Linked DNA regions of Zea mays: region 2 is linked to region 1. Evidence: chromatin contacts called from public Hi-C data. All regions are on one chromosome and are shown on one strand. Each heading gives the region's core, a stretch centred on a gene start, on an enhancer-like site or on the middle of the called end of the contact. The rest is flanking DNA. Distances are from core to core; before and after follow the strand shown.

Region 1 (3,496 bases), core at 974-3,473:
GTTCGAATCTTATCATTCACAAAACATGTAAATTTGATTCAAAATGATAGGGTGATGGTATGGTTATTTGGGTAGTGGTTGGAGAGTTGTTCCCATAATTTAAAAAATATTTTATTATTTTTGGGTTTTTTTGTAATTCTTAATTTACCGAGTGCTTTTCTTTCTTTGCCGATTGTCTGAAAATAATATTCGGCAAAGAACCCTTTGCCGATAAAATGTTTGTCGCTCGGCAAAGGCTTTGCCGACTCGGCAAATAACGCGAATCCGATAGTGAGGTTGGAAGTTTCCATCAAATAAGTGCAATTTCTAGTGTCGTAGATTTTTTTTAAAAAAGTAAACACCAAGTTCTTAATCTACTAGACTCTAAATTCATCGGTGACAATAATAGTCGTCCGATATTTTTTTTAAAACTTGCCAACATGCCATTTTGAAAAGGATAGTTTAATGTAACCACCTAAATTTATATTTATATTATCGATCTACCTATGTAATCATGAAAAATAATTCTCCCTCCGTCTACATTTATAATTTGTTTGAGTTTTTATACCAAGTTTGACCGGTTTGTCTTATTAATTTTTTTGGAAAAAATGAAAAAATTAAAATCATACTTTAAATATATTATATGATAAATAATATTGCATTAAAAATTGATAACAATTAAGATTTTTTTTTGAATAAGACAAGTTAATTAAACTTAAAATAAAAAGTCAAATGAATTATATATTGGAACGGAGAAAGTATAAACTAATCACTAAGGGCTAGTTTGGAAACTCAAACCCCCTTCGGGATTGAAGGGGATTGGAGAGAAAATTAGTTTATTTCCACCTCAATCTCCTCCAACCTCGAAGGAGATTTGAGGTTCCTAAAGTAACCCTAAATCTTGATTTATTCTATCCATATAAGCCACCACCGGTGGTCAGTGGAGAAATGGAGAATGGACCTTCAAGTCCCGGTTGTTTTAAAGTTTGGGACTAAAGTCAGCATTAATTCAATGTTTGATTGCTAGTGTCACAGACGAGCACAAATATGACCTTTTATTCTAATTGGTGGCTTTAACCTAAAGGTTTCCCTGAGTCCGGATTGAAGCCATTAATCGGGACTAAAGGTCTTGCGCACATTTAGTTCCGGGGAAAAATTGTAATGTTATTTTAGAAATAATTAAAAAAATGTTGTAGCAATGAGAAACCAAACACATATCTCGTGTTTGTACTTAGCTTTGCTGGATACGGTTAGACAACTTTTAAGTAGCTAGGTAGCTTGTGTTGACAAAGGGAAAAAGCTGGCCCGGTATACAATCCAATTTTGATAATGATTACAAAATACTACTTAATTACCCCGTCTCAAAAAAAAAAAGAAATTTTTTTTGTAGATTTATTCAAAGTCAAACCATTTTGAATTTAATCAAATCTACATTAAAATATATACCATACTAGTACATTCATAAATGCTAGTATTTTTTCTTTATGAACTTAGACATATTTTTTTTTATCAAACCAGAACGTACGATATTCTTTTTAGGGCAAAGCTGGTGTATGACTATTATGCTAAAATATATGAACAGACACGACAATATAGTAACGATTAGGTGACCCTAAATCTATCCGTGTGTGATTGTTTCATCTTATTATACCTAAAGTTATGAGGCCCCATAGATCGTAGAGCACACGTCGAGGCCAACAAATCTAAAAAAAGACACTCAAAGTACGCGTGATATAGCCACAGAGAGAACCAAAATTTTCGCATGTGGACATGTCATGTCCACCTCATTGTTGCGTCTCTCGAGCGTTTAGTTTAGCTTCACTTATTATAAGAACCATATGATATGATATCGTATCAAAGGAAACGCATGCACATCCGTTCCCACACGTACGCTTTTAGCCGACACTGAAGGGCACAAAGGTACAAACAATCCGAGGAATAAAAAACGACAGCCCGAATCACGTACGCGATCCAAGCAAACTGATAAAAAACGAACGAATTCAAAGCGTAGCATAAACTATTCCCGTCCCTAGCTTGTTCTTCCTTGTGTGACGAACCTCCCCCTTCTGGGAAGCTCCCTTGCTTTGACCACGTTTGGATTTGCCCTTTTCCATCCCGGGAGCCGAGAACCGAGAGCCGAGAGCGAAGTGAACCCCGTTCGCTGTCGTCGCGCGCGGCACCGGCCGGGGGCATATAAATAGCGCACAGCCCGCCCCTCCCAGAGCCAGTCATCAGCACAGCAGCAAGCTCCCTCAGCTCGGTCTTCTCGGCAGGACCCGGCAAGCAAAGCCAAAGCCCAGCTCTTTCTCGGCCGGGAGATCGAGACATGGGGCGCGCTCCGTGCTGCGAGAAGATGGGGCTCAAGAGGGGCCCGTGGACGCCCGAGGAGGACAGGATCCTGGTGGCGCACATCGAGCGCCACGGCCACAGCAACTGGCGCGCGCTGCCCAAGCAGGCGGGCCTTCCCCGCTGCGGCAAGAGCTGCCGCCTCCGCTGGATCAACTACCTGCGCCCCGACATCAAGCGCGGCAACTTCACCCGCGAGGAGGAGGACGCAGTCATCCAACTCCACCAAATGCTCGGCAACAGGTACGGTGCTTATCCACGCATCATATCATCGTCACGCGAAAATAATTAACACCATCCCTTCGTTGCCGGGATATACTCAGTGTAGACTGGTTCTTGGTTCTTGATGATGTGGTCGAGTTTGATCCGGTCATTGCCAGAACCATTATTATAGAACATGCATGCATGCATGACCTAGCAATCAGCCACTTGTTGAGTTGTTGTTGTCTCGTAAAAATTACCGCCAATTTTTTTTAAAAAAAATCATGCGCACTAAACAGCTACTTTCTGTATGATTTCAGATGGTCGGCAATCGCTGCCAGGCTGCCGGGGAGGACGGACAACGAGATCAAGAACGTCTGGCACACTCACCTCAAGAAGCGACTGGAGCCTAAGACAGCCACGCAGGCGCCCAAGCGAAAGCCCAAGAAGCAGCAGCAGCCAGAGGCGGTGACGCTCGCAGCGCCGGTCTCGCCGGAGCAGTCAGTCTCCACGTCGACCACCAGCACCACCACTGACTACTCGGCGGCCTCGTCGTCGTTGGAGAACGCGGATAGCTTCACCTCGGAGGAGGAGGACTACCAGATTGACGACAGCTTCTGGTCCGAGACGCTGGCGATGGCGGTCGACAGTTCCGACTCCGGGATGGAGGAGGCAGAGGGCGCCTTCGGCGCGTCGCCGCCGGCGCCGTCGACCAACGACGACGTGGACTTTTGGCTCAAGCTGTTCATGCAGGCCAGCGACATGCAGAATTCGCCCCAGATTTATGCATGAACCTAGACGGTTCTCTCTCGATCGGCTGATGATGTTCTTGGCCTCAGAATTCTTTCAATCCTTTTGTTCTGCTCCGTTTCGGTGGACGTATATCTGACTGAAAACTTGTGCAGCGGAAAGCGATTGTGCTTCATCATGGCGGTGTTCACTTTTTGCGCATTATATACTACGATTTTAG
Region 2 (3,901 bases), core at 836-3,335, 78 kb before region 1:
TAAATCAAAGACCCGTTTCTGACAAAAAGGAACTCTTGAAGATACTTGGAAGAGGCAGCCCTGTCGATGGATCTTCTTCTCCTTCTGGTTCTGTATCTGAAGGCGACCTTATGTTCTTCAGCAACGTTGTAGTCTCATTAAGTCCATTCGATCATTTTTTTTCATTAGCTGAATAAAAAGACGGCATGCTATCGAAGTCGCTAGCTACCATCTAAACCTAAAATCTGTCTAACATGATGGAGTCAGAGCTAGAAAAAAGACACTAAAGGGAGATAGTCTCCGCACATCTACCAATTAATATTATGTTTTCTCCAAGCTCTCAAGACATGCCACTACTCTAGAAAGACTAATCTGACTACCGGATTCCTAACCAATATTGGACAATCAAGATTAAAGATGTCAATTTTTAGTCTCAGTTGCACGGTCCGATAGTAAAGAGTGATATTTAGTTCTGGTTCATGACTCGAATTTACTAAAGGGACTCTGGCACTAGTTACATAGCCCCTGTTTGTTTCGGCTTTTCGCAGCTTCTGGCCACCAAAAGCTGTTGTGGACTGCCAAACACTCAGTTTTTCAGTCAACTTCTATAAAATTCTTTTGTGTAAAAACCATTCAAAATCAACATAAACATATAATCGGTTGAGTCATCGTAATAGTAGTAATCCATCATTTTACAGATCCTGAGCCCCATGCACAACTTTATCTTTGTCCGCACGTAATCGTAATGATACTCAGATTCTCTACACAGCTAGATTCTCCCCCACAGCTAGATTCTCGGAAAAGCTGGCCAGAAAAAAGCTGAACCAAACAGGCCCATAGGCATATGTCCTCAGGGGACCTTTTAGTACTTGTTAAAGCCACCAACCCATACTACAGTGTCTAGAGGCTTTTTATTATATACCTTTACAACTTTATATTGGTGGACATTTAACACATATGCGCGCATACACATATAAAAATGAAATCAATCAGTTTTCAAGGACATAAGGTATATAAAATATTTAATATATGCAAGTTTTAAGTTAGTTGAGAAAAAAATATTGTGTATTAAATAAATTGCTAGTTGCATTTAGATTTCAGTTATACTTTGATGAAATCATGTGTGTATGGATGTGAAAGTGACAATATATTTTAGAATGATTTGGATGAGTATTTGTTACATATGTAGATTAATTATGATGCTCATCATTATTAAAAAGTGTGTGAAAAGAAGGAAGTTTAACTCTTTTGTATTCTTAATGAATTTATGTCAAAGATGGACAATTTTTTACATACATCGCACAACATTACACATTTACTATTTTAGGGGGAGATTTTTTTTGGATGTTTTGTTGATGATCTTTCCCCCTTTGCTTTTGGATTTTAATCTCAAGTATTTTTATTTGAAAAATGAATGTCAACTACAATGTTTGTGTGGTGTTGTCAATGCTTTCATCATGGAGAGATTGTGATCGTGTGTGATGAAACATCATGTTAGGTTGACATGGCTTGGTATTGATTAATATATTTTTGGTCGTTATACATGTGTGATTATATATGTGGTTTTGATATTGATGTAAGATGTGCATGCGATCAAACAAGTGGTTTGATACTAAAGTAACACATCCGTGTGAGTGGTATTGCAAGGATTAACCTTGAGTCAAGGCGTGAACTTGTGCTCGTACTCGTTTGTATGGATTAGTTGAGATGAAACATGGTTGGCAATAATGTAAACTAGTTTTCCATACTAAATTTGGGTGGGGACTGAGGTAAAAAAATTGGTATCTGAAATAAATTTAGAGAGATTTTTGAGCGGGGTGTTCGGACCAAATATTGGGGCATTTGATGGTTGCATACGTTGAATACTTTCATGAAAGTGCAAGAAAAGGAAAAGAAAAAAAAAAGCAGAAGAAGAAGAAGAAGAAAACGGTGCTGCCAGCCGACCGGCCCAGCTAGCAGCTAAGCGGCCTGCTTGGTTGGTCGCACGGCTCGAGTGGCCCAACCACTGGCGTGAGGAGGCCGGTCCACCAGGCTGGGTGCCGGCTGGTGGCCGAAGCCAGCAAGGCGCCGGCGCTCACACCGGCTGGGACGGCCTAGTGGGCGTGCGGCGGGCAGCGGCCCGACGCGGCCTGCGGTGGGATGGCCAGGCGCGTGGGGCCTTGGCCCAGGCTAGGGCTGACGGCCCGCGAAGGGACAAGCGGTCTAGCGAGTAGAATTAGCTCTGGACCAAATAAGATCTTTTTGGCCTTATAAATAATAATCAGTTTCGTTTCTTTTTCTGGAGATAGGATCTGAAGAGATAATGCAATATATTAGTTAAGTTTAGATTAATCTACAGTTTTAGAGATTTCAAATGAGAACTCTCTTGTGCTTCTGGAGAGCACTTTGTGGTGATATTTATGCAAGATTAGTATGGTAATTGTTAAACAACGTAGTTGTCGCAGATCCCCGATCCGGACTCCGAACCCTCCCAACAGCAGTAGGGACGTGAGAAGTTGTAGAAGCCCGCTCCCTTCCCAGTAACCCAACACAGAGAGGAACAAGAGACACAGTGGATGGAAGCTCTTTCTATCTTTATTATGAGGGATATGGATACATATATATAACTTGTGTACCCCCTAAGGGCAGTTTCGGTATTAGCCCATTAAACCCCTTTTAGGGTTTCTCAACACTCCCCCTTGGACGAATACCGTGACGACTTATGTCTCGTCAAAAACTCCGAAAAACCCAGTGGGAAAAAATGGAGAAAGAGAGCATAGTGCCACTCGATGTATTGCACTTGTTGCCTCGTTAAAAACCATTTGTGAGAAACTTCAGGAAAACTCACAATGGGAAAAAGAGTACAACAGGTGTCTTCAGGACAACTATAACCTTCAAGGTGTATAATATACGATCTTCAGGTCGAATCGTAAGGACTGAAGTTCAGAGGTGATCTCCCCCTGAACCCTGCAGGTCTCTCAAATGCCTCATCCCTATACCTCGTACACATTTTCTGAATGTAACTGCAGGTAAGGATTTAGTGAATAAATCAGCCAGATTATCACAAGACTCGACTTGCAGGATTTTTACCTCACCCTCGTTCTGGAGTTCATGAGGATAAAAATACTTAGGACAGATATGCTTAGTCATATTGCTCTTAATATAACCCGTTTCCATTTGTGCAACACATGCAGCATTATCTTCATAGATAATGGTGGGGGTATTTGCGGTGTTATAACCACATGACTTCTGGATGTAGTTAGTCATCCGTCGTAGCCAGGCACATTCTCGTGCGGCTTCATATAGCGAGATTATTTCTGAGTGGTTAGTAGACGTTGTTACTAATGTCTGTTTGCACGATCTCCAGGATACAGCAGTACCACCACATAGAAATACAAAGCCAGTCTGAGATATACCATTATGGGGATCTGACTGATATCCAGCATCAGCATAGCCCACCATAGCCTGGTCCTGATTCTTCGAAAAAAACAGGCCAAGATCTTGAGTGCCTTTGAGGTATCTAAGTATAGTCTTAACACCTATCCAATGTCTTCTGGTTGGGTCTGCACTGTATCTAGCTAGTAGATTTACCGCGAATGCAATATCAGGCCTGGTGCAGTTCGCAAGGTACATTAGTGCTCCAATAGCGCTATGGTAAGGAACTTCAGGTCCCAACGATTTCTCGTCATCGCTCTTTGGTCTAAATGGGTCAGTATCCATTTCGAGGGATCTCACGACCATCGGGGTCTTTAAAGGGTGAGCTTTAATCATATTAAATCTCTCAAGGACCTTTTTACAATAGGCCGACTGGTGTACAAATATTCGTTCTGGGAGATGCTCGATCTATAGGCCCAAGCAAAACCTGGTTTCTCCCAAGTCTTTCATTTCAAACTCTGTCTTGAGGTAGGCGCTGGCCTCCTCAATATCCTCAGTATATCCAATG

Evidence for each region. A called contact is a pair of places that touch in the nucleus more often than the background predicts.
Region 2: a contact with region 1 is called in a Hi-C map of leaf, with 6 times the contacts expected there. The contact joins the enhancer-like site here to the promoter of LOC541732 in region 1. A contact is called at or near these places in 6 of 25 Hi-C or Micro-C datasets (bundle sheath, ear, endosperm and 3 more).

The regions. Positions count from the first base shown.
Region 1 is chr5:190,173,369-190,176,864 of Zm-B73-REFERENCE-NAM-5.0, reverse strand. It overlaps LOC541732 (myb-related protein Myb4), which reads left to right and starts at 2,223. Exons shown (of 2, transcript NM_001309530.1): 1 at 2,223-2,568; 2 at 2,847-3,496. The coding sequence starts at 2,306. The coding sequence ends at 3,318.
Region 2 is chr5:190,250,830-190,254,730 of Zm-B73-REFERENCE-NAM-5.0, reverse strand. No RefSeq gene overlaps it. Among protein-coding and RNA genes, the nearest start is that of LOC606428, 13 kb to the left of the region's middle. Within about 2 kb of position 2,085, at least 17 of the 20 cell types and tissues checked have an H3K27ac peak or open chromatin away from gene starts, as enhancers often do. A contact at or near this core is called in bundle sheath, ear, endosperm and 3 more, where this site is marked.